4 separate regions of the Mus musculus genome follow, and all the other regions are linked to region 1. A link is a contact called in public HiChIP or PLAC-seq and promoter capture Hi-C data. All regions are on one chromosome and are shown on one strand. Each heading gives the region's core, a stretch centred on a gene start, on an enhancer-like site or on the middle of the called end of the contact. The rest is flanking DNA. Distances are from core to core; before and after follow the strand shown. Region 1 holds the start of Tpcn1 (two pore channel 1). Region 2 holds the start of Erp29 (endoplasmic reticulum protein 29). Region 3 holds the start of Trafd1 (TRAF type zinc finger domain containing 1). Region 4 holds the start of Ptpn11 (protein tyrosine phosphatase, non-receptor type 11).

What was found. Promoter capture Hi-C pulls out the DNA fragments that hold promoters and counts their contacts. HiChIP or PLAC-seq counts read pairs in DNA pulled down with a chosen protein or histone mark. Capture Hi-C pulls out chosen DNA fragments and counts their contacts.
Region 2: a FOXA1 HiChIP or PLAC-seq map of pancreatic cancer cells shows a contact between it and region 1. The contact joins the promoter of Erp29 here to the promoter of Tpcn1 in region 1. A contact is called at or near these places in 1 of 39 promoter capture datasets (pre-B cells) and 1 of 115 datasets of contacts at active chromatin or transcription factors (pancreatic cancer cells).
Region 3: a contact with region 1 is called in a promoter capture Hi-C map of liver, with 3 times the contacts expected there. The contact joins the promoter of Trafd1 here to the promoter of Tpcn1 in region 1. A contact is called at or near these places in 2 of 39 promoter capture datasets (hippocampal neurons and liver).
Region 4: a contact with region 1 is called in a promoter capture Hi-C map of adipose tissue. The contact joins the promoter of Ptpn11 here to the promoter of Tpcn1 in region 1. A contact is called at or near these places in 2 of 39 promoter capture datasets (the C10 cell line and pre-B cells) and 1 of 9 other capture datasets (adipose tissue).

What each region holds. Positions count from the first base shown.
Region 1 is chr5:120,583,529-120,591,233 of GRCm38.p6, reverse strand. It overlaps Tpcn1 (two pore channel 1), which reads left to right and starts at 2,621. Exons shown (of 28, transcript NM_145853.2): 1 at 2,621-2,731; 2 at 5,806-6,049. The coding sequence starts at 5,938. It overlaps Iqcd (IQ motif containing D), which reads right to left and starts at 2,211. Exons shown (of 5, transcript NM_029408.2): 1 at 2,140-2,211.
Region 2 is chr5:121,449,874-121,457,578 of GRCm38.p6, reverse strand. Erp29 (endoplasmic reticulum protein 29) reads left to right here and starts at 5,105. Exons shown (of 3, transcript NM_026129.2): 1 at 5,105-5,388. The coding sequence starts at 5,239. It also overlaps a transcript of Tmem116 not described here.
Region 3 is chr5:121,381,669-121,389,373 of GRCm38.p6, reverse strand. Trafd1 (TRAF type zinc finger domain containing 1) reads left to right here and starts at 3,759. Exons shown (of 12, transcript NM_001163470.1): 1 at 3,759-3,849; 2 at 5,270-5,334. The coding sequence starts at 5,288. It overlaps Gm42020 (predicted gene, 42020), which reads right to left and starts at 3,861. Exons shown (of 2, transcript NR_168130.1): 1 at 3,530-3,861; 2 at 2,484-2,900.
Region 4 is chr5:121,186,316-121,194,020 of GRCm38.p6, reverse strand. Ptpn11 (protein tyrosine phosphatase, non-receptor type 11) reads left to right here and starts at 2,624. Exons shown (of 16, transcript NM_001109992.1): 1 at 2,624-2,819. The coding sequence starts at 2,806.

The sequences.
Region 1 (7,705 bases), core at 1,372-3,871:
GTTACCAGAGTATAAGATATCAACATAATTAATAGAGGAAGCACAGACTTCGTATTTGCCTGGTGTTTGGTGCAGTGTGAACCCGCGTTATTCTTTCAATAATTAAGCCTGCACTGAGAGTAGAAGAGGAGATGCATTTCTTTGTCCATTAAAAGGAAAAAGTTTCCTGCATTTGAGAGCATTCAGGTTAAAATATTTTCATTGGCTACAGGATCTAGCCCGTTGCTATAATAAAAGCTGAAGTTCAGAGATACTTTACCCTGATGTTCTGTTTCAAGTGTTCTTGATTTTTAATCACTTTTAATTCCAAGAACTCTCACTAGGACCTCAAAGAAAAAGTGTGTGTGCGTGCGCGTGCATGCATGCGTGCATGCATGATGTTCATGAGTGCAGGTGTCTTTTGGGCCAGTAGAGGGCGCTGGATCACCTGAAGTCGAGTTACAGGCAGTTGTGACTCATGAATGCTAGGAACTGAGGGCCCTCTACAAAAACAGTGTAATGTCTAAATGTCTAAGCTATCATTCCAGCCCTCCCATTTCAGACAGGATTTCATGCAACTCAGACTGCCGTCACTAACCATACTGTTATGGTTTATATATGCCCGGCCCAGGGAGTGGCACTTTTAGAACGCCCTGTTGGAGTAGGTGTGGCCTTGCTGGAGTGGGTGTGGCCCTGTTGGAGTGGGTGTGGCCTTGTTGTAGGTGCGTCACTGTGGGTGTGGGCTTTAAGACCTTCATCCTAAACTGGGCGTGGTGGCGCACACCTTTGATCCTAGCACTCTGGAGGCAGAGGCTGGCGGATTTCTGAGTTCGAGGCCAGCCTGGCCTATAAAGCGAGTTCCAGGACAGCCAGGGTTATACAGAGAAACCCTGTCTCGAAAAACAAGAACAAACAAACAAAAGACCTTCATCCTAGCTGCCTGGAAGTCAGTCTTCCGCTAGCAGCCTTCAGATGAAGATGTAGAATTCTCAGTTCGTCCTGCACCATGCCTGCCTGGATGCTGCCATGCTCCCACCTTGATGATAATGGACTGAACCTCTGAACCTGTGAGCCAGCCCCAAATAAATGTTGTCCTTACAAGAGTTGCCTTGGTCAAGGTGTAAAGCGAGCAGTCAAAACCTAACTAAGACACACACTAAGCACTCAATAAGCCCATGTTAAATATGTGAATTATTCGTTGTATGAGCCAAGAGAATGTCCTAGGAAATGCTTAGACAGAGGGAGTTAGGGTAGAATAAGTCGTGGCGGGGATCACTGCAATTAGCCTGGCAGTCACAGCACACACACGTTGTGAACATACCTTGTGCACTCACATACACGTAGGCACCCACAGATACATATAAAGTAAAAATAAATAAAGCTTTACGTTATTTTAAAAGAGCGTGTACGGCTTTTTGAAAGGACTAGAGTTTAGTCCCCTGCACCTATGACAGGTGGCTCACAACTGCCCACCCGTAATTAATTTTAGCTCCAGAGGATCCAAAACCCTTTGTCTGTATTCACATTCACATACCCCACCAACGCAGACATAGTGATAATAATATTAATAATGATAATAAAACTTTAACAATTAAAGGGGAAAAAACCTAATTAGACCAAGGGTGGTGGCACATGCTTTTAATCCCAGTACTCAAAGGCAAAGACTGGTGGATCTCTGTGAGTCTGAGGCTAGCCTGGTCTACAGAGTGAGTTCGAGACTACATAGTGAGACCTTGTTCCAAAATCAAAACAAACAACAAATCCTTATTTTAAGCATACACTGAAGGGGGTCACGCACCCAGCAAGCTGACCTCTGAACATAGTGCGGACAGTGGGCACCAAAACAAACCAACCCATCCAATTACTTGAACTAAGTTCACTCGATGTGAACTTCACAAATGGTATCAGTAAGAGATGAGGAGAGGGACTATGAAATGGCAGGTGGACCAGACAGGAAGCAAGACTATCAGAAGAGGATACTTGATGGTGCTTGCAGGAGGCCTAGAGGAGGACAGGATGGAGGTTGGGCAAGGGAGTGAGGACCTGGAGCTGGACGGGATGGCAAGTGGGGCGCGGACGCCTGGAGGGGAGAAATCACTGGACGGCGTGCCTACTAGGTGCACACAGCCTGCAGCCTGGGGCTTCCCCGCTGTCACTCACCAGCTCCTCAAGATGCAAGTTTCTTGGCCCACAGTTAAGCAACTCGGCGGCCCTTATGTTGCTAGGTTACGAGCCACTCTTAGAAGGCGGGACTTTGAGTTTGACTGACATTCTTTTTCACCATTTAACTTCGAATCGGGTTGCGTTGGCTCCGCCTCCTGAAAGATGGCCAATCAAAATCCCCGCCTCTCTGACGTTTCGCCAATGGAAAGACGCAGGATTCCTGTTGGTTGCGCGAGTGAGGCGGGGGTGGGGGTGGGGTGGGGAGGAAAGGGGTGTTGCTTCCTCGCCCCGCCCTCCCTTTGGGAGGAGGGCTGTGAGAACGCTGAGTGACGTGTAGTCTACCCTGTCAAATTTCATTGCGACCCCTCTGATGGCCAGTAGGCTGTGGCCTAGGGCCGTGGGCGGGGCTTTCGGGGCTGAGTGACAGGAGTCGGCGGATGCGAAGGCTGGCGCAGCTGCCGCTGTGGCAGCGGTGAGGCGGCGGTGGCGGCTGCTGAGGCTCCGCGCTGGGGATATTGGCGGCGGCAACTGCGGGCTGAGCTACGCTGTGCAGACCCAGTGCACAGTGCGGGATCCCGGGACGGCGCGTGTAAGGATCCGAGGGGTGCGCGATCTTGGCCCGAGGGCAAGGGTCAGGGGTCAGAAGGTGCAGAGAAGGGGCTGGGGCTGAGTGCTCCAGAAGCCCGAGGCGGGGCCCTGGGAGGTGGCCGGCATGCTCTCTCCTTGCGGATCCCCTTCTCTCTGCACCCCTTTTCTTTGGCCTGACTTCCTGGGGCGACCCGGATCGCGATGGGGATCGTGGGGAGCTAGAGCCCCCGAGCGACCCTTCCTCCCTGCTCACCTCCCTGCTGTGTCCTCTTGTGACCTGGCCGGGGACTCCTGCCTGGGTCAGTCTGCCTCAGGGGACAGATCGCAGGATGGCAGCTAGCTATCTGATTCCGGGACCTTCTTCCAGGGGTGACCTTACCCCAGGGGTGACTCGCTGGGTCTCCGCTAGAGAGAGAACCAAGGTCTGCCAAAGGGCTGGACCTTAGGAGCTCCGAGTCTGCTGTGTGACCTTGGACAGTTTACTTACCCTCTCTGGGCCCCGTTTCTTTCTCTTTGAAAAGTCATAGGCTCTTCAGGAGGCAAAGGCAGGAGAATGGCAACTTCAAAGCTTCAAAGCTCCATAGGGATATCCCTACCACCAAAGACAAAAAACAAGAAAGCGGTTGGTGGATTTCGCCTAAGTGGAGTGCAGTTTCTAGGAATAGTTGGTGGGGCTGCGCTGAAGTGGGCAGTGTCCCCTGCGTTCCATGACTACTTGTGGCTCTTTACTTGGGAGAGGCCACGCTAAGCTGCCTCATGTATCAAGTGGGCGCTAACCAACTGAGGGCAGAGCCGTTGAGTCGGAGCCAGGAGGTTGTTTCCTGTGGGTGGGGTCTACAGCTGTGTACTGTAGATGTTCAGTAGCCTCTCTGGACTCCCTCGCAATCAATCCCAAGTTGTGATGCTGGAAATATTTCTAGACAGTGGGGACAAAGTCACTCCAGGCGAGAGCCATTGAGGTGAGACCAGGCATGTTAGAATGGAGTCATGCATCCCGCTGTTAAAATGTAAAACCCACTGGGAGGATCTCCCTAGGATGCTAGTGACGAACATTAGAAACCTGTTGTCATGCGTTGGGAGAGCTTCTTGCCTTCCAAGTGAATAGCGAGAACACACTGTTAGAGCCTCCTCCTCATGGCCTCAAAGTACATCCTTGTAATCCCTCTGCTGTGGAGTGCGTTAGAAGTGTGAGCCTAGTCTATGCAAGGCACTGGGGGAGGAGAGAGTTAAGCCAAAATTCAAAACACACTGCAGTTCTTTAGGCAGCCAAATGACGGGTATCTTGTGGGAGTTCCTCTTCTGTCTCCCCTTGTTGAGATTTCCAAGCAAAATAAATTCTCAAATCTGGAAAAGGAAAACAAAAAACACAAACGAACAACCCCCTCCCCACCCCCCACTTGCAGGAACTTTGCCAGGCAGAGTCTTTCAGGCTTAGCAGGCTGCTGCAGAAAGTGGTGTTTATCTCCGCTGCCGCCACCGCCTCTGTTAAGAGAGACAGGCTGTCTCTGCCTGGTGATGTTCCCATCCATCGTTCCTGGAAAGGGGGCAGACATTGCCCAGTTGTCCTGCCGAGGATTGGTTTGGAGGCGGACTATGTCTGGTGCACTGGCCACAGTTGGAGGCAGCAACCTGCTGCTGTCTCTAAGTTCAAAGGTCCCCGGGCAGATCTGCTGAGTCCTGCCTTTCTTTTTATCTCAGTAAGCAGAAGCCGGTCTGTGTAAACAGCTTCTCGAACAGGCCAGTCCTGAGGGTTTAAACCTGGAGAGAAGGAAGGATGGGGCTTTTGAAAAGGACTCTGATTATAAGTTGTAAGGAATGTGCAAGTGCTTCTTCCTCATTGAACATCTCCCGTAGAGGAGCGCAAAGGTCATGCAAGAAGAATTCCTGTCGGCCACCAGCAAAGCCAGGATGATCTTATGTATTCCCAAGAGTAATTACTGCTCTCTGAGGACAAGACCTGGTGACTTTAAGAGTCACCACACCTGGTTAGGAATGTAGGCCTGGAGACAAAGCTTGGCTTTCTGACTGTGGGCACTCAGGAAAGTTACCTATTACCTCTGTCCCTACCTGATGTGTAGAGGTTTTTATTTTTGTATAGCCCTGGCTGTCCTGGAACACACTCTGGCTGGCCTCTAACTCACAGAGATCCACCTGCCTCTGCCTCTGAGTGCTCAGATTAAAGGCATGCACCATCACAACAGACTCTGATTTTCATTTGTTGAGACTGTCTCTTATAAGTCAGGCTGGCCTTGAGCTCAATATATAGCCAAGGCTAGCCTTGAACTAGGACCTTCCTGCCTCAGGTCTCCCAAGTGCTGGAATTACAAGCCTGGGTCAGCATACCTGGTCTTACCTTCTTCATAGTTGGTGTGCCTTTATCTCCATAACTCTTATTCATCCTCTCCTCTCCTCTCCTCTCCTCTCCTCTCCTCTCCTCTCCTCTCCTCTCCTCTCCTCTCCTCTCCCCTCCCCTCCCCTCCCCTCCCCTCCCCCTCCCCCTCCCCCTCCCCCTCCCCCTCTTCTTCTTCTTCTTCTTCTTCTTCTTCTTCTTCTTCTTCTTCTTCTTCTTCTTCTTCTTCTTCTTCTCCTCTCTCTCCTTTCTCCCTCACCTTCTCTCTCTCTCTGTAAGTACACTTACTATATACAGTTCAACTGTCCTTAAACTATGTCACTCTCCTGCCTCAACCTCCCAATCATAGCAGATGTGGCAATTCCTAACTTTTTTTTTTTTTTTAATGTTGAAACACAGTGGCAGTGTGGGCTGTGGCTTACCAGGTAGAGTGAGGTCTAGCACACAGCCCTGGGTTCAGGCCCCAGTTCCCTATAAACCAGGTGTGATGCACAGTTGTAATCCCAGCAGAGGCAGGGGGATCAGATGTTCAAAGTCATCCTTTACTTCATAGCAACTTTGAAACCAGTGTGGGCTGCTCCAGTTGCATGGCCATCGCTGATGCCAGATCCAGAACACGTTCATCAGTAACGATTATGTTTTAATCATTACCTTTCTTTCTTTCTTTCTTTCCTTCTTTCTTTTTTTTTCTTTTCTTTTCTTATTTTAATTTTTTTATCCTTCAGACCTTAGAAGATGCCTCTGATGGAACAGGCTCTGGGAAGCTTCCCCGGCCCCGTGGCTTTGAACAGGAGCTCAAGCCGGAGGCAGTTTAAAGCCCTGGCCGTTGTATCCTGAGGACCGCAGGTCAGGAGAAGATGGCTGTAAGTTTAGATGACGATGTGCCGCTCATCCTGACCTTGGACGAGGCTGAGAGTGCTCCGCTGCCTCCTTCGAACAGCCTGGGCCAAGAGCAGCTGCCCAGCAAAAGTAAGCCTGTGGGCAGGTGGGCGGGGCGACCTGCAGGTGGGCGGGGCGACTCCGAGCTTGTCTGTTCAGAGAGTGAGAGATGGTGGGTGGGCTTCCGTCTCCATGAGAGAAGAACAGCCCCTGTGACCCATCTCAAGTGTGACACAGACCTTGCACCTAGTGTGACTGATGTGGGTGTCTGATGCTGCAGCCCAGCTGTGTAGTGCGTTTGGGGTCCCTCACTTCTGACACAGCTTTGACCCTGTGCCAGGAGACCTCAGGCAGGCCTCTCTTCCTTGCCTCAATCCTTGTTAATGAAAACGTCTCTGTGGGTCTCCACTGAAGCCGGTAGTGGAGACAAGCTTGCTTCTCTCTGCCATCTCAGGATGGGGTGGAGGGCGGCGAGCTTTGTGGTGTATTGATCGGGGCTTTGGGGTTTCACATTGTCTTTCTGGGAATCGAAGCCTGCTACAGAGTAAACCCCGAGAGTGGGGGTGAGCTGTCCCGTGTTTTTAAGTGTCTTTCTGGCAGAGGGAGAGGCCTTAAAACCCTTCCTGGTCCCCATCCCGAAACCATCTCCTCATTTGTTCAGGACGATGGTTCAGGAGAGGCTTAAAATAACTTGCCTTTGCAGAGGGTCCTGAGAAGTTAGGGAGCAGGGCTTCAGGGCTTCCCGGTGAGTGCAGACAGCCTTCCAGGATGGAGGGTCAAAGGATACCACAAGCCCACAGGGGAAGATGCTATGGACCAAGCAGCATTGAGCCTGGCACCCCCATCTCCTTTGTCCACAAAGAATACAGTTGGGCTTTGAGGATCTCGGAGGCTTCCTGGAATGAAGGAGAGCAATGTTCCAGGGTGAGGATGCTGGATAACCTTGACTCCCTACAAACCACCGATGCTTCCCCCCTCATGCTCACTGCTATCCCAAGTGGCTGTGCTGGGTGGTCACAGAGGATCAGTCAGGGAAGAAAGACCCATTTCCCCTAAGGGATGTGCAGGTCTGTAGAACCCTGGCTCTGACTCGCCATCTTAACTAGCTTTCTTTCTAAGAGCTCCTCCACGGAAGGCAGTTTTACAAAGGAGGAAACTTGAGGGTCAGAGAGGTTCAGTAAGTTTCCCAAGGTCACACAGCAAGCTAGTGAGTGAGAGGAAAGATTTGAACTCAGGCCTGTCTTGACTAAAGTTTCTTCCCTTCTTCCTTTTTTCTTCCTAGTCCATGTCCTCCTCCCTCTCCTTCCCCCTCCTCCATTTTTCTTCACCAGCTCTTAACACACATGGGTGGAGGAGGCCCTTAGGGTTGGCTGTTATTTTTATTTGAGTTCATTTATTTGCCGTCTTGAGGTTTCAACCCAAGGCTTGGCAGAAGCCAAGCTTGTCTTGTGACTTCAAGACAGTTATTGCTACCTATTTTATAGAGGAGGAAATGACCTCAGAGAGGGGAGCTAACTTGGCCAGGGTCATACAGCCAGTGGGCAGAGCCCCCTCTGTTTGTTCCTCCCATACCACTGTGGAGCTAGCTGCTCTGGGGGAGAGAGAGGCAAATGAGTCAGCTTCAGGGGACTCCCCTTCAGCATCTCTGTCATCTGCAAAAGGGAATGGACTGAATGGGGTAGGGTGGCCTGCTCGTGCCTGCCATGAGGCGGGTCCATTTCTAAATGGGAACTTTGGCTGTCTTCA
Region 2 (7,705 bases), core at 3,856-6,355, 860 kb before region 1:
TCAGATCCCCTGACTCTTCCTTGCAAGTGCTGGGATTAAAGTCTTAAAAAACTGAGCTACATCCCTAGACCCCCTCTTTTACCTTATTAATTTGTGTAGCTCATTTTCTCTCTCTCTTTTTTTTCTGAGACAGGGTTTCTTTGTATAGCCCAGGCTGTCCTGGAACTCACTTTGTAGACCAGGCTGTCCTGGAACTCACTTTGTAGACCAGGCTGGCCTTGAACTCAGGAATCCACCTGCCTCTGCCTTCCGAATGCTGGGCTTAAAGGTGTGTGCCTCCACTGCCCGGCATGTTTGTTTCTAGAAACTGAGTTTCTCTGTGTAGCCCTGGCTGTCCTGAAACGTACTCTGTAGACCAGACTAGCTAAATTCTTTTTTTTTTTTTTTTTAAAGATTTATTTATTTATTTATTTATTTATTTATTTATTATTATATGGAAGTACATTGTAGCTGTCTTCAGACACTCCAGAAGAGGGAGTCAGATCTCGTTACGGATGGTTGTGAGCCACCATGTGGTTTGCTGGGATTTGAACTCTGGACCTTCGGAAGAGCAGTCGGGTGCTCTTACCCACTGAGCCATCTCACCAGCCCCGCTAAATTCTTTATAATGTGTATTAGTTGGCTTTCTGTCCCTGTGATAAACATCATGACTAAAGACAATTTGAGATGGATGGGTTTAGTTCATCTCATACTTTACAGTGCATTATCTAGGGAAGATAAGGCAGAAACTCAAGGCAAGAACTTGAACAGAAACCATTAAGGAACAACTTTTTACCAGGTTACTGCCAGGCTCCTTGTCAGCTAGCCACCGCCCACAGTGGACTGGGACCTCCTACCTAGGAATGGAACTGCCCACAGCGGACTGGGACCTCCTACCTAGGAATGGAACCGTCCACAGCGGACTGGGACCTCCTACATCAATTAGCAATCAAGAAAATACAGGTCAATGTAATGGAGATAATCTAATGGAAGTAATTCTTCTTCCCGTGGAGCCAGGAGCAAGAATGGGGTCAAAGCATGTCCAAACCCCAGAAACCTCTTCCTGAGATCAGCAGGAGTGGGATCACTCTCCCTTCCCCCCACCCCCGCTCCCCGACCTGCATGTCCCAGCACACGTAGTCCTGTACTCCCCATCTGCCCCACTGAAGAAGGTGGTGTAGCCCAGTAACCAGGTTAAACATCCTCTCCTCTTCTAAGGTCATATCCAGCAGCACCTGGATTTCCTCTTATGCAAATACATTCTCAGAGCTACATCAGTTCCATTGGCTGCAACTTTACAAGCAGTTCTGAGTTCAGGATCCTAGCAATCACGGGTCCTTTAATGCCAGGATTAGTGAACAGTATTAACTCTTAGATCACACATCACCCTGTCATACAATGATATATTTATACCAATTACAGAATGGCCACAGGGGTTACAGGTGCTGCAGGGTTCAGGGAAGCTCTCCTGAAGTTGAACTGACACAATCTCAATCCTGTAGGGGCTGACTAGACACAGACACAGCTGTTCCGGCTCGGCGTTCAGTACAGGCCCAGGTGTCTGGCCATTTCAACTGCTGATCTGAAGCGGACAGAGCACCACAGGATAGAGAGGTTACACTTGGAGTCTCAGAACAGTCTTTCACTTCAGCCAGTTTCTTAGATAAGGCTCATGACAAGTGATTGGCCAAAATGGGGGAACTCTGTACAGTGCTACGTGAGGGGTTATACCCGATGCAACAGATAAGTTCATGAGTACAGTCTCTGATTTGATTTGATAGTGACAGGCAGGGAGCATTGTTTATTCACACAAAAGGAATGATTTATCACTTCATATATCCTGGTGTGGCGGCAGACAGCAGTTGTTAACTTGTGTGAACATGTCGTAGAGTCATTTTTCCTTGGAACTTAGCCTCAGTGTGTGGTCAGAGTGTTGCACAGCCTGAGAGCAGCAGTTCTACCCAGCAGAGTGAGCTCATAAGGTTCTTACTTCTATCTCAATCTATTTGTCTACCAAAGACTTACAAAGTCTCTTCTATGGACAGGGTCTCACTGTGTGGCACTCCACTCGCCTGAAACTTGCTTTATTGACCAGGCTGTTCTTAAACTCACACTGCCTGCCTCTGCCTTCAAGAGTTCTGGGATTAAAGGGGTACGCCACCAAGTCCAGACCTCCTGCCAAAGCTTCTTGATTGCACTTTTCTTCAGTGACACACTTGAGGATGGAACGTTATACACACGGCCTACAACTCAGCTTCCACCCAGGCCCAACCGAGGCACTTTTTTTTGGGGGGGGTTCGAGACAGGGTTTCTCTGTGTAGCCCTGGCTGTCCTGGAACTCACTCTGTAGACCAGGCTGGCCTCGAACTCAGAAATCTGCCTGCCTCTGCCTCCCGAGTGCTGGGATTAAAGGCGTGCGCCACCATGCCCGGCTTGAGGCACTTCTTAAAACAAGTACTGTTTGTTCTTTGAGAGCCCTGTACATTTTGAGCACATTTACCTTCCTCCTCCAGCTCTTCCCAGATCCCCGCCACTCCCCTTCCCACCCTACTCCCTAGGCCATTCCTAATTTCCAGGAACTTCTCTCACCTCCTTTAAATACTGCGAGAGCTACCCACTGCCCTCAGCCTCAGTCTTCTCCCTTCTGATGCATTCTCTTCATTCATTCATTTTTATAGCGATACAACCCAGGTTGACCAGGCTGGCTTCCCACTTACAGGGCCCCACCTGCCTTCGCCTGAGTGCTGGGATCAAAGGCGCTGGCCATCATGTCCAGTTGTAATCTCTTTTTCATAAAGGGACACGAGGCCCACTGGATTGGGCCCCCGCTGTTGGATTTCATTTAGGTTTAACTATTTCTGTAATTACTGTAATTCTCTCTCCAAATGCAATTACAGTGCACTGGAGGCACACGACTTAGTCCACTTCGAGGATATTGCTTATTCCAAAGTCCTCAGGTTTCCTCAGGTCTCAGGCACTCTCCTTCCCAGGAAGGCTTGGGACTAAAGCCACACCCAGCCATTTCTTCATCTCTATGGAATGTTTTCATACACAAATCTGGCAACACTCCAATGGAGGCCTCTGGTGGCTGTAAACCCCTCAGGTCAGTGAGAGACTTTATTTTGCCCCCGCTCCTGAGTTTGCCTTTACATAGGTTCACAGTGCTCAGCGTGCGGTACCACATCCTGATTCCTACTGCTTCATGAGTGCTCCCTACTTTTCAAAGTCATGCTCACCAAGTATCTCCCAGATACTGTGCTGACACACGTGAGCAGGACGGACTCGTAATACAGGTTCTTCAAAGGCGGGATATACCTCTGCAGGGATTTGGAAAGGGCACGAGATGGGGAGGAAAGATTTTAATACTTACTGGGTGGATAGCAGTCTGGATACCACACACACAAGTCAAAAAGAAGGACCTACATAGCCGTGTCACACTGCGGCAGAATGACCAGTGGTGCATCATACTTGCACAGTCTGTGCTAGATGTCAAGGTCAGTACGGCCAGTCAAATGCAGGGCACCTAGCTGTCTATTAGAGGGGTGGTCATAAGGCAGCAGCTGTAATAAGCTGTGCTTTTTATAGAAGGGCTGCTCCTAGGGATGATGGAGGAGGAAGTTTATTGTAGCTAAAAAAGGAAGACCACAGTCCGGAGTGAACATGACCATGAGCCATGTGGAGAGAGGGGGAAGGGAGGAGAGAGGGGAGGAGAGTCCCAGTTAAGAGGGGCAGCCTGGGCCAAGACACTGACCAAGAGACTGCCATAGCTTAAATGGCTGGATTATTATAGGGAAAGGCGGCTGGAGGAAGGGCAGCCCAGCCCTTGGACTGGAGAAGTTTAGGGTAGGGAGCAGGGCATGCCTGTCATACCCTGAGGGATTCTGGGAGAACCTCATGGCCAGGTCCACTTTGATGTTAGTCACCACAGCCGTTTGTCTCACCTAGGGTTTGAGATTTAACAGTAATAAAAAAAAGAGGGAAAAAAAAAGCACAACATGGTCTAGCTTTTTCATGATTCTACAGGTGTGTGTGTGTGTGTGTGTGCACGCGAATGTAGATTTGTATACATGGATAGGCCACTGACCAACCTATCTTCATTCATCATTCGCTCTTTTTCCTTCCCCCCGCCCCCCCAATTTGGGCATCCTCCTTGCCTCCCCAGTACTGGCAAGTAGTCCACACCCAGCCTGTTTTGTGTCTGTCTTTCGAAGACCCTTGTTGACTTTGAATAGCCTAGAACTCACTCTGTAGACCAGGCTGGCCTTGAACTCAGGTTCGCCACCCTTGGCCTTTGGAGTGGTGTGATTAAAGTTGTGCTTTCCCCCTTGGGTGCTAAGGACGGAACTTAGATGTGGAAGGTACTAGTTCCAGGAACACAGTATATGGATGAGGTTTGGCTTCCAACTCAGAGACCAGCCTGCCAGTTTTCCCAGCTAGCACTGGGATTGAATGTCCTGTGCTGGCTCACACAGCCTGCTGGCCACGATCCCTCTGTCGTCTCCAATAAGGAATTCCTTCGAGCCTTTATCCCTGTGCTGAAGACAATCAGAACGTACCATAAGCTAGTCCTTGAAAACGGGACAGCCCAGCCTGGTCTTGTCACCCCCCTGCCTCGTGCTGAAATTAGGCCTGTGCCACCCACCAACACTTGACCAAAAAGCACGAAGGCGAATAGGCCTTTTCCCCAACCTCCTGCGACATGGGAGGCCACATTGCCTAAGTGTCCCCGCGGGCCTGACCAGAGCTGCAACCGGGGGTCTACAAGGGCAGGACAGCGACTACCAGTGACAAACAGCTGACTAACCGAGGGAGGCGGCGGGTCTCTTGAGACCGCAGGACCGCCCAGCGCAGGGAAGGAAGGGACGCCGCCACGTCTTCTTCCGAGGCGAGAGAGAGGGCAACGAGGGGAAGGGTCGAAGCGGCGCCTCCCGCGAGAACGCAGCGGAACACGGCCTAGCCGAGTGTCGCCAAGTGCGCGTGCGCGTGCGCGTGCGCGTGCGCGGCAGGCCCGTCCCGTCCCGCGACCCCGCCCGCTCGCCGCTCCGCCTACGACGCATGCGCAGCCGCTCCCTCTCTCTGCCCCGCCCCTCCGCGGCCCCTCCCTTCCACCCCGGAGGCGGCCGGAGCATCTCGCTCTGGCGGTGGCCGCTTGCGTTCATGCGCGCCGCCGGCAGGACGGCCCTCCCCGTGACGTGACCGCCCACTCGGAGCGCTCCGCCTGTAGCTTGCCTGTCTCTCCCGCTCCCACCATCCGGCGTGATGGCCGCCGCCGCCGGGGTGTCTGGCGCTGCTTCTCTCTCCCCACTGCTGTCCGTGCTCCTGGGCCTGCTGCTCCTCTTTGCTCCGCACGGCGGCAGCGGCCTACACACGAAGGGTGCCCTTCCCTTGGACACAGTCACTTTCTACAAGGTAATGAGGGCGGCGGGCGACGGGGATCGTGCGCAGGTGCAGATAGACGCCCGTGGCAGCGCGAGCCCACGGGGACGTTGGGCCCGGAGGGGTGGCAGCAGCAGGCAGTCCTTGGGGACCATCCCTACACGCCCCACCATCCTATAGGCCCAGTGTCGACAGAGCAGGGGCGCACCCTGACCACCCGGCATCCTTGCAACCCCGGTACTCGCTACATCTGTTTTTTTACAAAAAGCTACCAAAGCGCAGTCAAAGGGAACCAAGTGTCCCTTTTCCTTTATCAACTGGGGAAAAAGACAATGATAGGAAAGATCCAATCCACGAGTCACAAGTGGAAGACCGGAGGGCGGGGCGAGGTCTACGCTCCTAGGCTCTCGGATGGGGTGGAGATGGCCGAGAGAACTGGGTTAGCATGCCAGTCTGCTCCTCGGAGGATGGATTGTAGCGTTCTTGGCCATGTGCAAACCGGGTTCAGACCGCACACGGCCCCCCTACAAAGTGCAAGGGTTAAAAAGATTGCAGGGCTCCCACCTGTAGAGAGCATCTTGGGGGAGTGGAGTACGAAATGAACAAAACCCGGTCAAGGCATGTAAGAAACTACACTACCCTCAGCAATTTTATTTATTTTAAAACAAAAATTGGTTTCGAAGACTGAGCAAATGGACGGTGGAAATGTTGCAGGCTGAGTGCAGTGGCCTCTGGACTCAGTTCTTCGTGCATGTCTCTAGTTACCAGAATCTTCTTAGTTCCTCTATTGGGCTTAGCGCGGAGAGACTTGGTCATTTTCTTATTGTGTCAGAATGAGGAACTGAGAACGCAGAAGGGGACTCTAAAGGCGCCTGTGTTGAGGGGTTGGACAGGGCTGTTTTGGAAAGGGTTGCTGTTAGGAACCCCCCCCCCCACACACGTGTAACCCATTCAAGTTTGTATTTTTTTTTAATTAAAAAAAATTAAGCATCTTATTAGTCATCCATCCAACCTATATAGCAACCTAGTAATACCACAGTCCAAGTGTGAATAAAAAGGACATTTTGCACCATGGGTTTAGTCAGTTGCTGCTTCTCCATCTTTTTTTTTTAAAGATTTATTTATTATATGTAAGTACACTGTAGCTGTCTTCAGACACTTCAGAAGAGGGCATCAGATTTTGTTACGGATGGTTGTGAGCCACTGTTTGGTTGCTGGGATTTGAACTCAGGACCTTCAGAAGAGCAGTTGGCACTCTTAACCACTGAGCCTTCTCACCAGCTCCCTGCTTCTCCATCTTTAAGGATCTGCCCTGAGGGTGTCATCTCCCTCCCCCCCTTAACCCCACAGGCCACCAGGCAGCACCATGAGATTCTACTTAATATAGTAGCAAGCAAGGAACGACCCTTATTCCATCTCATTTCCTAGTCATTTGCCCCCTTTTCCAATCGTCTCCAGGCAACACAAGCCTTCTCTCTGACTGCCCCTAGCTCACAGCTGTTAGTCCATCCGCAGTGGCCGTTCCTTGTGACTGGAACATTCTTTGCCATCTTTGGAATAGGTTACTTCTCGTGGCTCTGTCTTAGGTTAAATGTTAACTTCTCTTGTCCCCTCGCTTTCTCAGTTGCCCAGATTGACCTGTTGGTACCCGTGAGGGCACTCCTTGCCGTTTTCAGCTTCTCATTCATATTTCATAGACGATGACATGTTTATGAAGTACCTGATATGATTTTTATTTTTTTGTTTTTGTTTTTGTTTTTTTTTTTAAACAGGGCTTTTCTTTGTAACTTTGGCTGTCCTGGAACTAGCTCTGTAGAGCAGACGGGCCTCGAACTCAGAGAGATCTGCCTGCCTCTGCCACTCTCCCTAGTGCTGGGTTTGAAGGCGTGTGCCACCAATGCCCTGAAGTACCTGATGTATTTTTCTGACTCTCTACACAGCATACCAGATGAGTTGCGTTCCCATGAGTGAACAGGTGTCTTAACAGGTATAGGGGGGGTCCTAACAGCAACCCTTTCCAAAACAGCCCTGTCCAACCCCTCAACACAGGCGCCTTTAGAGTCCCCTTCTGTGTTCTCAGTTCCTCATTCTGACTGTTCTCTTAAAAGACAAAGGGCGCCTCCTGGTGTTTTGTCCAGGAATCTTGTTACATGCCTCGCCTTTCAGTGATCTCCAACTTAAAAAAGAAAACTATTTCCTCATGGCTCTTTCCGACCATCACTAGAAGGCTCCATCAGAGAGGCCCAGTGTTGGTCACTGCTGTGTCCATTTAGAATGGTGTCTGGGGCATGATGCGCTCTTAGCAGATTCTTTTTTCAGTGAATACAGAATTTCAGCCAGTCATAGTGTC
Region 3 (7,705 bases), core at 2,510-5,009, 800 kb before region 1:
TCCTGCCCAAACAGCGTAGCTGGCCCGCAATCTAACCTCCAATCATTCCTCCTTCTCTTCAATAGCTGGGACAAATACATCAACGGCTCTCTGTTTCAGAACTGGAAAAATAGTGTGCACATTGCATTTCAGAAAACACACCCCCAGAATGTTCCAGAGCCGAGTGCCTCCCATGGGGAACTGATTTCTAGCGCCGGTTTCACAACTGTGTCCCCAGTAATAATGGATATTGCTGCGACTATGAAAAAACAACAAAAAAAACAAAAAACAAAAAACGGAACCAGGGCTGAGGCAGGCGCTCAGCGCACAGTGTAACTTGTGACCTCCAGCACAGAAAAGAAAGCATGGGAAAGAGGCTGGAGGTGGACAGTGTGTTTGCCCAGCAGATACAAAGCGCTGGGTTCGAGCCCCAGCACCACATAAAAAGTGTGGTGGCACACACCTGTAATTCCAGCACTTGGGAGGCAGAGGTAGAAGATGCTCTGCAAGATAGGTAGACAGATAGACATACAGACATATAGACAGACAGACAAATAGATATACACAGTCATGATAGATGAATGGGAAGATAGACAGATATATACACAGACAGACAGATAGATAAACTAAATAAATCCAGCCACAAGATTTGCCAGTTGCATGCTTCCTTTCATATGAAATCCTCAGGCAAGTCCATGGACACAGAAATTAATGGAGAAAAGAGGGAAGATGGAGCTGCTACTGTAGGTGCTAACAAGACAATCAACAACAGAATGGCTTGGCTGTACAATCGTGAATACATTTCCTTTGTGTGTATATTATTATTATTATTACTATTATTATATTTTTGAGGCAAGGTTTCTCTGTGTAGTCTAGGCTGCCCAGGAACTCACTCTGTAGACCAGGCTGGCTCTGAGAGCCACCCATCTCTGCCTCCGGAATGCTGGACATAAAGCTGTACACTATCACCACTGGCTTGCAAATGAATAAATATAATAAAATATTTATGAACTTTACTGTGTGTAACTATAACCCAATAAAATGTAAACTAACACAAACGGACAGTATGTTTGTCCCAGCAGCTTTGGAGAAGAAGATGGGTTGTGCACTGCCTCCATTGCCAAGGATCCAGAGATTCACTTCCTGCTAGATAAAAAGGAACCTAGGACTCTTGGGATGGCTCTGAGGGTAAATGTATTTGTTTACTCTTGATAACTAGCGTTTAATCTCTGGAACCTACACAGCACAGCGAGAGGAGGGACCTGATTCAGACCCAAAGCCACGCTAACAGCATCCCTGCTACACACTAATGAGTAAAAAGACATTTCAAAGGGAATTCGATTTCATAACCCATTCAGAGTCATGTGTGGTGGTGCATGTCCTTAATGCCAGCACTCAGGCAGACAGCATTGAGGGTTTGAGGCCAGTTGGGTCAATACAGGGAGCTCCAGGGCAGCCAGGGCTATACAGTTAGATCCTGTCTCAAGAGAAAACAAATTTGGTGTTGGTCAGTGACTAGGAGGGTGACTTTTGTTTTTTTTTTTAAAAAGATTTACTTATTGTTACATGTAAGTATACTGTAGCTGTCTTCAGACACACCAGAAGAGGGCTTCAGATCTCATTACAGATGGTTGTGAGCCACCATGTGGTTGCTGGGATTTGAACTCAGGACCCTTAAAAGAGCAGTCAGTGCTCTTAACCGCTGAGCCATCTCTCCAGCCGCTCCCTCCCAGTCCTCCCCCCCCCCACCACCCCCGTGGGTAAAGTTTACTGTCTATCAGGAAGCAGCAAACCCCAAACCATCAAGTGGGAGAAGCTAGAGTTAAAAGCCATGCACAACTTGATCTAATTCAGCAAGTATGGGGCCTCTTCCATGAGGCCCTAGGACAAGCAGGGCCTCAGGCCAGGGATCGGTGAATTTCAGCAGCTGCTGGGATCCACAGAGGGAGGAAGGGAAGGGTCTAGTGGCAAGTACCAGCACAGGAAGCTTCCGGTCAGGGAGAGGCTGAGCCAGGAGCTGAGGCAGGGGTTGGGAAGGTGGGCGTGAAGGGGGTGGTGGTGGTAGTAATGCCAGGCTTTGCAAGGATAAGGGGCTCCCCTCCCCCAGCCTGGCAAAGCCTGGAGCTTGGCTGGGCTCAGAGGGCAGGGCACCACCTCCCTTGGGGCTTTATCCAAAATTCCAAAGTCAGTGTGGAAACTGTCTGAGCCCAGAGGGGATGTTTAGATTAGGACATTCAGATTCAGTTAATCTGCTACACGTGTGGAGACAGGGGGACATCCACGACCAAATCTTATTCATTTTAAGTGCTTTTAGTAGCACATGCTTCCATCATGACATTTTCACACAGGATGTATGAAATAGTTAAGACAGGGATTCTCGGTGTAGCCCTGGCTGTCCTGGAACTCCCTCTGTAGACTAGGATGGCCTCGAACTCACAGAGATCCACTTGCCTCTGCCTCTCCAGAGCTGGGAGGGAGGGGGGTAAAAGGCGTGTGCTACCATGCCGAGCCAAAATCTTTAATTTTTAACAAACCCAAAATTTTAAGCCAAGGTGGAGGCAGGAGGCAGAAGCTGAGGTAACTCAGCATTTCCGCGCTGTTTGTCCTCCTCTTGAGTTGTCCTTTCCTCCCCCAGTAAACTCCAGAGGAGCCTCTGAGTCACTTTCACATCGAGGACTGTGAGTTGTTTCCAGGAGACACGACTGCCATTCTCTTGTTTATTTCTTCAGGATGTATTTATATCACCCTGGGAACACGTGGGGGGGGGGCATCTGGAACTTTCTTCCACTCCCAATGGGAACTTTAAACGATGCCATCGCGTTCAGAAACAGTTTGCTAGTTCAAAACAACCAAAGCCCCAAACAAAACAGAAACACGGGCACCCGCAGCAGTCGCAGAGCCAGCAGTGAGCCCGCAGTTCCCTAAAATATTGAGGGAAATAAAAGCATGTGGCAATTAGCTGGATGCGGTAGCCTCAGCCTGCAAAAACAGCACTGGCGGGGATGGAGGCAGGAGGATATTGATTGAGTTTAAGGTGATCCTTACTACATAGGCAGTTGAGGACAAAATGTTGGGATTAAAAGCATGGGCCTCTGTGCTCTGCTTTTGTTAAGATGATGACGATGATGACGACGACGATGATGATGAGATGATGGTGATGAGATGATTAATCTCTTGATACCCTGACTTACAGCTGGACTTACAGGGGGTTCTGAAACACCTGTTGTGGGTGCTGAACACCAAACTCTCCAAGAGTAGCAAGCGTTCTTAGCCGTGGAGACGTGTCTCTCCAGTCCCACAGCTGTATGTTGTTTGCAGTTTACACGCCAGCTTAGATTTAGAATCCCGCCCCCCCCCCCCGCCCCTTTGTATCCATGAGGTAGGAGGTGCAGGAAGAAGCCACCAGGTCCGGCAAGGAGACCCTGGCTGGCACATCGGAATCTCTGACACCTCGAAGAGGTGTGGCAGGAGGAAGCGTTCATGACAAGGATGACAAGGATGACAAGGTGTGGGTATTAATGGCCCATGACAGAGCGCAAACGCCACCCACCGTCATCGTAGGCTCATCTGCACGTTTGCCCTGCATCATCCTAGCAATCAATGTAGATGCCACCGCTTCCAGAGGTGTGTGTGTGGGGAGCGGAGAAATGACCCTCGGAACCTGCCCCCTGAGCTGTGAGCCAATGGAGGATGAGGAGGCGGACCCGAGGAAACGGCAGCGCTGTGGTCCAATGGACTTCCATCAGGGCCCCACGGCTGGCCAATGGGCGTGGCCCTCGGCGACGGTGGGAAGCGGCTGGGCAGCTGGGCGGTTGTTGGCTCCGGGCGGCGGAGGCGGCGGTGGCGGTGCTGTTCCCGCTGGGCTCGGAGGTGAACGGGGGCGGCGGGGTGGGGCGGGGCGGGGCGGGAGGTGGCGGCGGTGACGCAGGCTCGCGGCGGGAGGCGGAGGCTCGGCCCGCTCCAACCGCCCGGGCCCGCGGAGCGCAGAGCGGCCGCTCCCCGAGGCGCCGCGGTGGCGTGTGGCCCGGCCTGCCTCCGCCTCCCCCGGCCTCCCGGTTTGCTGAGTCTTCCCTGCCGTCGCTAGAGGTCTGTCTGTCCGTCCCGCCGCCCTCTTTGTCTGTGTGCTTTCCCGCAGACACTCACCTTAGGTTATTGAAAACGAACCTTTGCTTGGTTTCCGGGCTTTGCTACACTGGACTCTTGGATTCGTTAAACAGTGTCAGTTTGCCCGGGCGCTGAGGCTGCTGGCGGGTGACTTGACAGTGTCCAGATCAGCCTGCCGCTTTGTTAGCAGTCGGTGCCGAAGTCTATTTCTGTGTCGTGGGAAGGAGTGATGTAAACATCGGAGCTGCCTTGTATCCTGGACGGGAAGCGAGAGAAAGGGCTGGAGCTGACTGCTCTTGCCCTGCGAGCCCGGGTGGGAGGGCCTCAGATTTGACCGAGGAGAAACACCTAAGTAGGCAGTGTCGTACCATTTGATAAGATGTCCAATATTAGCGCTCTGCTTACATTTGGTTTTGCTTTTTTTTTTTTTTTTTTTTGGAACTAGGGTCGAATCCATCCCACGTTGGCCTTGAACTGACTAAGTCGCCAAGATGGTTTTGAACTTGTGATTCTTCTGTCTCTATATCCCTAGTGGTAAATTTACAGGCATGTACCATCATGCCCAGTTTTATGCCTGGTCAGGGAACACAGAGCCCCGTATCGCTTGAGCCCCTGCTAGTTTGATGAATACTCCTGCCAAATGTGTAGAGCCTGAATTTAGTCCAAGAAAACACCAGACAACCCCCGCCCCCAAATGGAAGGATTGATTACAAAATAGCTAGCCAGTAGCTAGAAACTCTTAGTAACTGCCAGTCTTCGCTAGCAGGCTCTGATTAAGGTACTAATTAGCCGATCAAGGCTGTGAGAGATTAGACACGAGAGAGAGCTTTCAAATTAGAGTAAGTAGTAACATCTAAGAGCTTTATGTCACCCAGGACTGAAACTGAACCAAGAAGGGGGATAGTGGTCTCCTCACTGACATTTGAAGAAGGCCTGAGGATTGGTTACATTTAATTTAAAAAAAAAAAAGAATTAGGGTTTAATAACATTAACTTTTACTGAAGTTGGGTGAAGGGCATAAGGGAATTCTTTGTATTTTAAGGCTTGGGGGGGCAACATTTTGTAAGTCTATTTTTTTAAATTGAAAATGAAAAGGCAATGAAAAGGAATACCCTAGGTTTTTCTTCTTTTGCTTGTCATCCCGAGAGCAGAAATGAAACAGAAAGTGATACCTGTTCCTTTGCAGTTTTCAGGAAGAGCTGAGATGGCCGAGTTTCGAGATGACCAGGCTTCTAGGCTGTGTGACAACTGGTAAGACATAGAATCCCATGGTTTGAGGACAAGCCAGCTCTGTAAAGACTTGGGTGGTTTATTGGCAGGCTGTATTGTGTTTATTGGCCGTATGTGATTCTAAACTATGCAAGTCACTGTAACTACAGCCTTTTAATCATTTGGGCAAATGGCTTGTTTAGAATTTGGCAGGAAGATTTCTCTGGGTAGAAGAGGGAGTGGAATGATAAAACTGGGACTTGGGGGCTCTGTTCTGTCTTTAATAACTTAATAAGATGGGTCCAGGGCCGGAGGAGTGGCTCAGTGGTTAAGGGCACTGCCTGCTCTTTCAGAGGACCCAGGTTTGGTTTCCAGTGTCCAGTGGTAGCTGACAAATCTCTGGAACTCGTTTTACATGAGATCCAATAGCCTCTGGCCTCTCTGGACACCAGGGACACAGACACGTATGCAGGCAAAACATCCATACACATAAAATAAAAGAAATAAAACTTTTTTTTTTAAAGATACTTAGCTAGGCGTGGCAGTGCACACCTGAGTCCCAGCACTCAGAAGGCAGAGACAGGAGGATCTTTGTGAGTTCCAGGCCAGTCTGATCTACAGTTTGCTATATAGGGAGACCCTTCTTAAAAACCAAACAAGCAATACTGGAGTGGTTTGGACTCTCACTCACCTTCTTTGGGAGTGGGGGTGGGTAGTGGTAGGGACAGCAGACAGTCCTGTGGCCAGCTCAGCCAATGAGCTACCCTCAGCCCTTATTCACATATAAGATGACTTTTCTTCCCCAGAGACCCTCTTTCTCTGGGTAGCCCTGGCTGTCCTGGATCTCACTTTGTAGACTCACCCTGTGCCCTTGATAACTCCTAGGGATATTTACCTGCCTCTGGGTCCCCAGCGCCAGGATTAAAGGTGTGTGCCAGCACTGGCTGAGAACTGATGCTTTTCATATGTCCAAAAAAAGTGTGGTCATTTTTGTTCGTTTGCTTGAGACCAAGCTGTCATTGAGCTTCATAGAGATCCACATGTGTCTTGCCAGTGTTGTAGAAGGAAGGACTTCCCTCAGTGGTCACGAGGCTGTCTTGGGGTGCCTGGGACGGAGTCTTCCTGACCTGGCTCTATGTGTAGTGATGGAAAAATTTGCTGAGCAGCTCAGGACGAACTTTTTCTTTCTTTCCGTTTTTTGTTGTGGGGGGTGTTTTAAGGCAGGGCCTTCCTACATAGCCCAGGCTAGCCTGGGACTGGATATGTGGGCTCCAGAGTAAAGATGACCTAATTTGAAGACCTTCTGTCTTACCTTCCAAGCACTGGGAGCCGCCATATGTAGTGACAGTAGTAACTGGTCTTTCTCAGGGGTGGGGAGGGGACCCAGGGCTTCTCAGCAGTCCACCTGAGGACTGACAGCATGCGTGTGCACCGCTATGCTGCCTGTGAGTGGGAGGGCATACGAGCTGTGCTCAGGAGACTGTGCAGGACTCGGGTCTAGGAAGCATCTTTACCTGCGGGGCCTGATGTGGCTTCTTCAGGAATTTATCTTGCTGTTTTCCTGCTGGTACATGCTGCATTTTACTTAGTTTGGCTTGGTATTCTTCCTTGGAGACAAGATTTTGCTGTAGCCTACAAGGTGGGTAGCCCCAGAATAGCTGTACATTTGGTTCGTAGGCTAGTATAGCTCCGGGTCCTCCCTCCTGCCTGAGCCTCCCGAGTGCTCGCATCACAGGCTTGCATCACTGGTCCTGGGTCTACTAATTCTCTCTCTTCTCTCTTTTTTATGATTTATTTATTCCTTTACTTCATGTGCATTGTGTTTTATCTGCACATATGTCTGTGTGAGGGTGTCAGATCCAGGCTCTTTTCTTCCCTTAAGATTTGCTTTTTTTTTTTTTTTAAATGTATGAGTGCTCTGCTGCATATACATTGTACATCCATAGGCAAGAAGAGAGCATCAGATCCCATTACAGATGGTTGTGAGCCATCATGCAGTTGCTGGGAATTGAACTCAGGACCTCTGGAGAAGCAGCCAGGGCTCTGCCATCTCTCCAGCCTTGTAATGCTCTTACTTAAAACTAACGGAGAAAGAACTGTGTATTCCGTTTGTGTGCATGCATGCACATGTGTGAGAGTGTGGCTTGCCATTTCAGCAAAACTGGTTGGCCATGAGCCCTGAGTCTGCCTGTCTCTGCCGTGACTCCTGGCATTTACATGTGCCCGGGGATCTGAACACAGGTCCTCAAGCTAGCATAGCAAGCGCTGTACCCACTAAGTAAGCGCAGTGCAGCAGTTGGTTTTGGGCTTCCCTTACCACGTGGTGTAGTGGGGAGACACTGGTGGGGGAGACTGCCCTGCTGATGGGGAGTTTGAGCAGAGCTCCGTTGCTCGCCCTGCCCTCGTGGGTGGC
Region 4 (7,705 bases), core at 1,375-3,874, 600 kb before region 1:
CCTTCTTCCTGTTTTGGTTTGTTTCATTTCTTTGTGACAGTCCCTCTATATAGCCCTAGCTGTACTGGAACTTGCTCAATAGACCAGAATGGCCTATGGACTCAGAGACCCAGCTGCCTCTGCCTGTACTGGGATTAAAGGTGTGTGCTACGGCGCCTGACTCTCCCCTTTTCTAAGCTCAGCTCTTTGTGTTCCTTCCTTGTCTTTCCACGTTACACAGAGACCTTTTCACAGTTTTCCAAGTACAGGCGATGACCCCTGCTTTAGGATCTTTGCAGTAGCCTCTTTCTTTCTTTCTTTCTTTCTTTCTTTCTTTCTTTCTTTCTTTTTTTTTTTTTGAATTTATATCTTCTAAATTATCCCTGCATATTGGTCTTTTACAGACAAGGGTTCATCTGACATTTCAGTGAAGCCCATGCTATCTAAAACTTAAAATGGTCATATGAGGGCAACAAGATACCGCAATAGGTCAAGGTGTTATCAGTACAGGACTGTTGACCTGAGTTAGATCCCTGGGACTGACTCTAAAGGTGTTCCCTGACTTCCACACACACATTCTGAGGCATGTACTTGCTCCATGCCCCTCCTCCCAGTAATAATAATAAATGAAATTAAAGAAATGGTCATAGCCAGGCATGATAGCCAACACCTTTAATCCCAGCACTCAGGAGGCAGAGGCAGGTGGACCTCTGAGTTTGAGGCCAGCCTGGTCTATTTAGTGAGTTCCAGGGCCAGCCAGAACTACATAGTAAGACTCTGGCTGGAAAAAACAAAATAAAATAATAAAAAATGATCATGTTGTTAGTTCCTTTTGCTTTCCAGAGTTTTGCCTTCCCTGTTATCCACAGCCAACTGCAGTCTGAAGCCATGAAATTGGAAAGTTTCAGAAATAGTTCACCAATTTAATTTAAAAAATCTGTGTGTGGGTGCATGCAGGTGCTCACTGGGCTAGAAGAGGGTGTCTGGTCCTTTGGAGCTGGAGATAAGATAGTTAGTTATAAGTAGCCAGGTTGGTGCTGGGAATTGAAACCTAGTCCTCTGAGGAGCAACTATTTCTCTCTCTCTCTCTCAATCTCTCTCTCTCTCTCTCTCTGAGACAGGGTTTCTCTGTATAGCCCTGACTGTCCTGGAACTCACTCTGTAGACCAGGCTGGCCTCGAACTCAGAGATCCACTTGCTTCTGCCTCCCAAGTGCTGGGATTAAAGGCATGCACTACCACTGCCTGACTTTTGGGCAGCTAACTCTCTTATCTGCTGATCCATCTATGTAGCTTCTAGTTCATCAGTTTCATAACTTTACACTTCATTAAGATGGAGCTGTTCAAGAAAGCCACATTCATCTAACAAAGTCCCCCTCCCCAACCCCCGTAGCAGCGTACTGGTACTAACAATTTGGACATTTGGAAGGAGAAGTTATGAAGTGTTTCTTTGAAGTGAAAAGGTCAGATTTCTTAATTTAGAAAAAGGATCACTTGTTAGGATTGCTAATCCCGGTATGGGTGAAACTGCAAAAAACATTTGTGTTAATTTTAGTTCAAGTTGTAAAAGTATGGCCGTGGTACATAGGTTGTCTCTTTTCTCATAAACAAACAAAACAAAAAATATTCAACGGGAGAGGCTGGTGAGATGGCTCAGCAGTTAAGAATACTGAGTGCTTTTTCAGAGGTCTTAAGTTTTGTTTCCAGCACCCACATGACAGCTTACAACTGCCTGTAACTCCAGTTCCAGGAACTGTTGTTCTTTTCAGATCTTGGGCTCTAGGCACTCATGCAGTTACACACATACTTACATGCAAGGCAACCACTAATACACTAAACATTAAAAAATACAAAGTAATATATATATATATACATATATATTTCTAGCCGGGCGTGGTGGCGCATGCCTTTAATCCTAGCACTCGGGAGGCAGAGGCAGGCAGATTTCTGAGTTTGAGGCCAGCCTGGTCTACAGAGTGAGTTCCAGGACAGCCAGGGCTACACAGAGAAACCGTCTCATAAAACCAAAAAAAAAAAAAAAAAAAGTAATATATATTTCTTTTTGACAGGGTCTCCCTACTTAGATGTCCTGGAACTCACTATACAGACCAGGCTGGCCTCGATTTCACAGTGATCCACTTGCTATTGCCTACCTAGTGCTGGAATTAAAGGCGTACGCCACCTTGCCGGGCAAAAGGAGTAAATCATAAAACATTATGTGTATGGATATGTGCCCGTGAGTGCAGTGCCCGAGGAGCCACAAGAAGAGAACGGCGGATCCGGTAGAACCAAATTTACAGAAGGTTGTGGGCTGCCCCATACAGGTAGGTGTTGGGAATCGAACTCGTGTTCCCCCTCCCTTATTTGTTTGCTTCTTTTCCCGTGTGCAGCCGCCCTGGATGCATATTGTGTATTGTGTCCTCGCACCTATGTGCGACGTCCCCGTTTAGAAGAATCGTCCAGGCGTTCACGGGTGTAGCCGCACCGATTCAGAGGAGGAATCCCACACCAAACTCCCTAGCACTGCTCAGGGCCCCGCAAACCGGAAGCAGATAGTGGCCGTGGCGGCGGCGCGCGATGACGTCACGCAGGCGCCGGCGGCCAGGGGCGGGGGCGCGGGCGAGGGCGGAGCGAGCCGGGCGGCGGGGCGGCCGCGCAGTGTCCGGGATCCAGGCCTGGCAGGGGGTTGTGCGCGCGCGGCCGGCCGGCTCTGCCCGCACCCGTGTCGGCTCCGGAGCGGGGCCTCGCTCGGGCCCCCTCCATGTGACGGTACCCCGCGGAGCCTGAGCGAGCAGCGGGTCCGTGCGGAGCCGGAGACGGGAGGAACATGACATCGCGGAGGTGAGCCGCCCGCAGGGGCCGGGCCGCGGCCTGGGTCCCCGCTGCCTCTGGACTGCGCGGGCCGCCGGGGGTCACACCGGGGACTCCCCGTCGGCTTGGCTTCCCCGCCGCCCCGCCCGCGGGTCCCCATTCATTTCCTGCCGCCCCGAGTTCCTGCTCCCGCGGCCCGGGATGCCCGTGGGGACACCCGCGGCCCCGGCCGGCCGCCGCATTCCTGACCCATTGCCTCATGAGCGTCGCCTCCTGGGGATTCCGAAATAACCCCGCGCGCTCGGGGAGGCGCCCGGGCCACCGCGGGGCCTTCACACAGGACCCTTTCAGGTGCCCCCTTTTTGCGTCTTCGCCCTCGCCCCCAAGTGCCAGAAGTGGGAAAACTGAAGCTCTCTGCAGCGGCTGGGAGTGTTCCCTCCCCACTGTGATCTTTGCTTTGAAAGGTGGGAGGAAAGGGAACCGTATCTGGCCGTGGGATTGTCCCCTCTGTTTGACGAATGTGGAAACTGAGGCTCGGGAATAACGTGCTCGTCACAGGACAGGATTTGAAGCTTAGATTGGAGGCGAATGAGTGAGTTTCCACTTCAGGGTAACGAGACTCCATTAGTGACATTGACTTTGCTCTTACTAGAAGCCAGCTTAACGCGTACCGCAGTGGTACGAGGTGGGTGGTGGAATCCCTTTCCTAAACATGACCAAATTGAGTTTTCAGGATGAAGTACATTGTGGCATGTTACCTGGTAAGAGGTGCAAGTCTCTCACTGTGTTGCCCAGGTTAGCATCCAGTGTACATTTCCCCTTTATCTCAACCCCTTTAGCGCTGGGGTTACAGGCCGGATCACACTATAAGGACTTGTTTAGTTTTAAAATCAGCTTTAAGCCCGACGTGGTGGCGCACGCCTTTAATCCCAGCACTTGGGAGGCAGAGGCAGGCAGATTTCTGAGTTCGAGGCCAGCCTGGTCTACAAAGCGAGTTCCAGGACAGCCAGGGCTACATAGAGAAACCCTGTCTCGAAAAACAAAAACAAAAAACAAAACAAAACAAAACAAAAAAACCAACATTTTTATTGAGATAAGTTGCACCTGATTCGGCGGACAGTTTGATTAAACCTTGACTTATGCGTATACTTGAGACCATTACAGCAGTCAAGATAATGAACATATCCACGACTCCTGGTGAGGTTTCCCTCAGCTTGGTCTTACCAGTCCTCTGCTTTCCCTCCGACCACGGTTCTGTTGCTACCTTTCTTAGGATTTTAGATTAATGGCATTACACAAATATGAGCTGTTTTTTTTTTTTGTTTTTTGTTTTTTTTTTTTTTTTTGTTTGTTTGTTTTTTTTTGCGTTGGGGGCGGGGAGAGTCCTGATTTTTATTATTGAAAGTTTTTTTTAAAGATTTATTTATTTATTTATTTATTATATGTAAGTACACTGTAGCTGTCTTCAGACACTCCAGAAGAGGGAGTCAGATCTCATTATGGATGGTTGTGAGCCACCATGTGGTTGCTGGGATTTGAACTCCGGACTGTCGGAAGAGCAGTCGGGTGCTCCTACCCACTGAGCCATCTCATCAGCTCATTTTTTTTTTTTAAACATGTATTTCTTCATTGTGTGTGGGCCCATGTCATGGTAGGCATTTGTAGGTCGGAAGACAACATGTAGACATTGGCTCTCTCTCTCTACCATTCAGGTTCCAGGGATTTAACTCAGGCTGTCAGACTAGGTACCACGTGCTGCCACACCCCGGCTTAGCGGACTTGTTCCGGATTGTCTGAGAGTTCATTGCTCGCTGCTGCTGTTTGAACAGCATGCCATTGTAGGGCTGCTTATTCTTCTGAGGACCTTTGGCTGTCTCTAGAGTTTGTCACTCACATATGGTTCTGTGACTGCTGCTGCAGAGGCGTCAGCGTGGCCTCACCTCTCTGCTGTAGCTCTCTGCAAGCTGAACGGTTGGATCTACTGTGGGCAGGCACTTGCAGCCTGTTTGCAAAGGGGCTGTCACTGCTTACTTTCCAGTTTTACTCCCAGAGAGCTGCATACAGCTTGTCCATAGCTTTGAGTCCTGATTTCCTTGTTTGATAAAGATTTATTCTGATTTTACTTGTATGGGTATCTTGTAGGCGTAGGCAGCGTGTGCCTGCCTCATTCCCTCTGGGGCTGGTGATTGATTATTGTGTGGGTACCTGCTTTCTATTCCGAGTGGCCGTCCATTGTCCCAGCAACACTGCTGGGGAGCCTCTCCACAGGTAGAGTCTGCCCCATTGTTGAAGAACACTTGTCCTTATTGTGAGTTTGTTTCTTGACTCGGTTTTCTTCCATGGATATTTCTGTATCTTCATGTCAGTTCCAAATGGTCTTAGTTCTTTTTTTTTTTTTTAAAGAAAATTTTTTTTTTGTTTAATTTGTGTGTGTGTGTGTGTGTCTGCAGTGTTCAGAGGAGTGTGTCAGATCCCTTGGACTTGTAGTTACGGGTGGTTTTAAGTTGCCTCCCATGAGTGCTGGGAGTGAAACTTGGGTCCTCTGCAAGAGCAGCCACTGTTTGTAGCTGGTGCATATTTTGTTTTTTTGTTTTTTTCCATGATCTCAGTGGTGTGTGTGTAAGTCAGAAAACAGTTGCATTCTAGGGAGAATCTCTGGAACTGAGGTTGTTAGGCGGAGTACAGTTAAACATGGAGCCATCGTGCTGGCCTGAGGATCTGAGAACACTCTTGAGTTCCGATGGGGATTCAGGGAAGGTCATTTTGAGGAAGTGATCATAGGAACTGACACTTGGATGGCAGACACCATATTGATGCTTGTTTTACTTAATTGTCATGGTAAAGCTAGACGGGGTCTCACCCTGCCATTCTGGTTGGCCTAGAACTTGCTACGCAGAACAAGCTGTCCTTGAGTGCACAGAGATCTTCCTGAGCGGTACCAGCGCTAGTCGGAAAACGGTTCATTTTGATCAGTATTGCAGACTACGTTTCTGTGAGCATTCCGAAGCCAGCATGTGGGTATAATCACCGTGTTGGCTTCCCAACCTTGAAGGTGGGGAGGGAAAGGAAAGCATGGAGTAATTGAGTGGCTGGTCCCGGGCCATCTAGCTGAGAGGACGGTGGACTTAGATGTTCAAGCTGTCCTGTGCCTTACCTTGCTCTCCCCCAGCTGACACCACTGCCTGCCCTCGCCAGTCTTCTCTCTTCAGTCGCTTTCTGTTCCTCTAAGATACAAGTGCTGGCTGGAGTGGAGGGTGGAATGTTGAACTGTCCTCAGACTGGAGGGTTCTGGTTTGTCATTGCAGGGCAAGTACATTTTGTCCCAGGTGCTCCCTGGCAGCCACGTTGGTTATCTCCCTGGGGAGAACCAGCAGTGCCCGAGTCTCTCCGGCGCGCCTCGCTGTCTTTATTCTTGGTGTGACCCTACAAAGAGTCGGGGTTTGGGCTGGCGTTGCCCAAGGGCACAGGCTGTACCAATTGCTTTCCATTCTTGATCATGCTCAATGTGTACACTGTTAGGAGATGCACATGATCTTGGAAAGGCAGAGCCAACTCTTGTTTGTAATTGTCACTAGGAGGCCCTGGTGGACATAGGCAGTCACAGAACAATAGGGACACTGAGCTGAGTGCTCTGTGCTTTAGGAGACACAGGCAGCACTTGCCGTCTGAGAATGACATTTTTAGGGGAAGGGCAAGCACTGTTGTTGGGCAGTTACTAGGGGGTTTCCATTGTATCGGGGCTTAAGACCCTCAGATGGGTTCAGATGTTTTAAAGTGCAGCCCAGTTCATTATCGTGACTTCGAGAATATTGTGTGTGTTTAGCAAAGTTGCTGTGGTTCTTGGCAGTGCTGTCTTGGGAAGGGGGCTGTGATTGTGCATCTTTGCAAGGAGCATTGAGTTTATGAAGGAGTCCAACACCAAATGAGGTGGATGAAACTAATACCAAGTTGAGATCTGCAGCTGATCGGTGTGTGATGATGCCATGTAGAATGCATTTGTTTGACTGCATTGTAATGTACATTTAGGTGCAATTATGTATGTTTGTATGTACTTAGGTAATGTGTGTGTGGGGACTGGCTCAGGACCTCTAAGACCAAATTCTCAGCACAAGGAGATTTATTTGCTCCAGAGAAACAGCGCAAGAAATAAGAGACAAAGTCAGGAGATAGAGGATGAAGGAGAAGAGAAGGCAGGGGTATTTGTCCCAGGGGACTACTGACTCTGGATAGAGAGGAGACAGCCCATGACCCATAGGAAAATGGTGGTTTATAAAGGTAAAAAGGGTAACCATATGTTAAGATGAGGTATTTAATTTTTTTTTTCCCCCGAGACAGGGTTTCTCTGTTTAGCCCTGGCTGTCCTGGAACTCACTCTATAGAGCAGGCTGGCCTCGAACCTCCCGAGTGCTGGGATTAAAGGTGTGCGCCACCACGCCCAGCTCTGAGGTGTTTAATTTTAATTAGGCATGTTAATTAGGTGAGACAAAGGGGACTTTTGATTGCTAGACTACAATACTTTGATAGCTGGACCTTGGTAGTCAGCCTCAGGAGGAGGAAGTGGCCAAATAAGGGAATAGACCTTGGTGGCTAGCTTTAAGAATATAATCTAACAGTTATTTAGCAAGTCAGGGAATGGGAATAAGGGCAAGACCTGCCAGAGGCAGGCCTGTCAGCTATCTAGCGTCCCCTCACTGTCTGCACATAGTCTGTTTTAATTAGAGACAGGGTGTCTCTGTATAGTTCAGATTGGTCTCAGAATCCTCCTGCTTCAGTGTCTCTTGAGTGCTGGCCTTACAGGCATGTGCTACCATACTGTACTTCAGTGTTTGTAGTGCTGGCCTTGGATCCAGAGCCTTAGCATATTAGGCAAACACTATCACCAACCTACATCTTCAAGTCTACAGAGGATGTCGTCT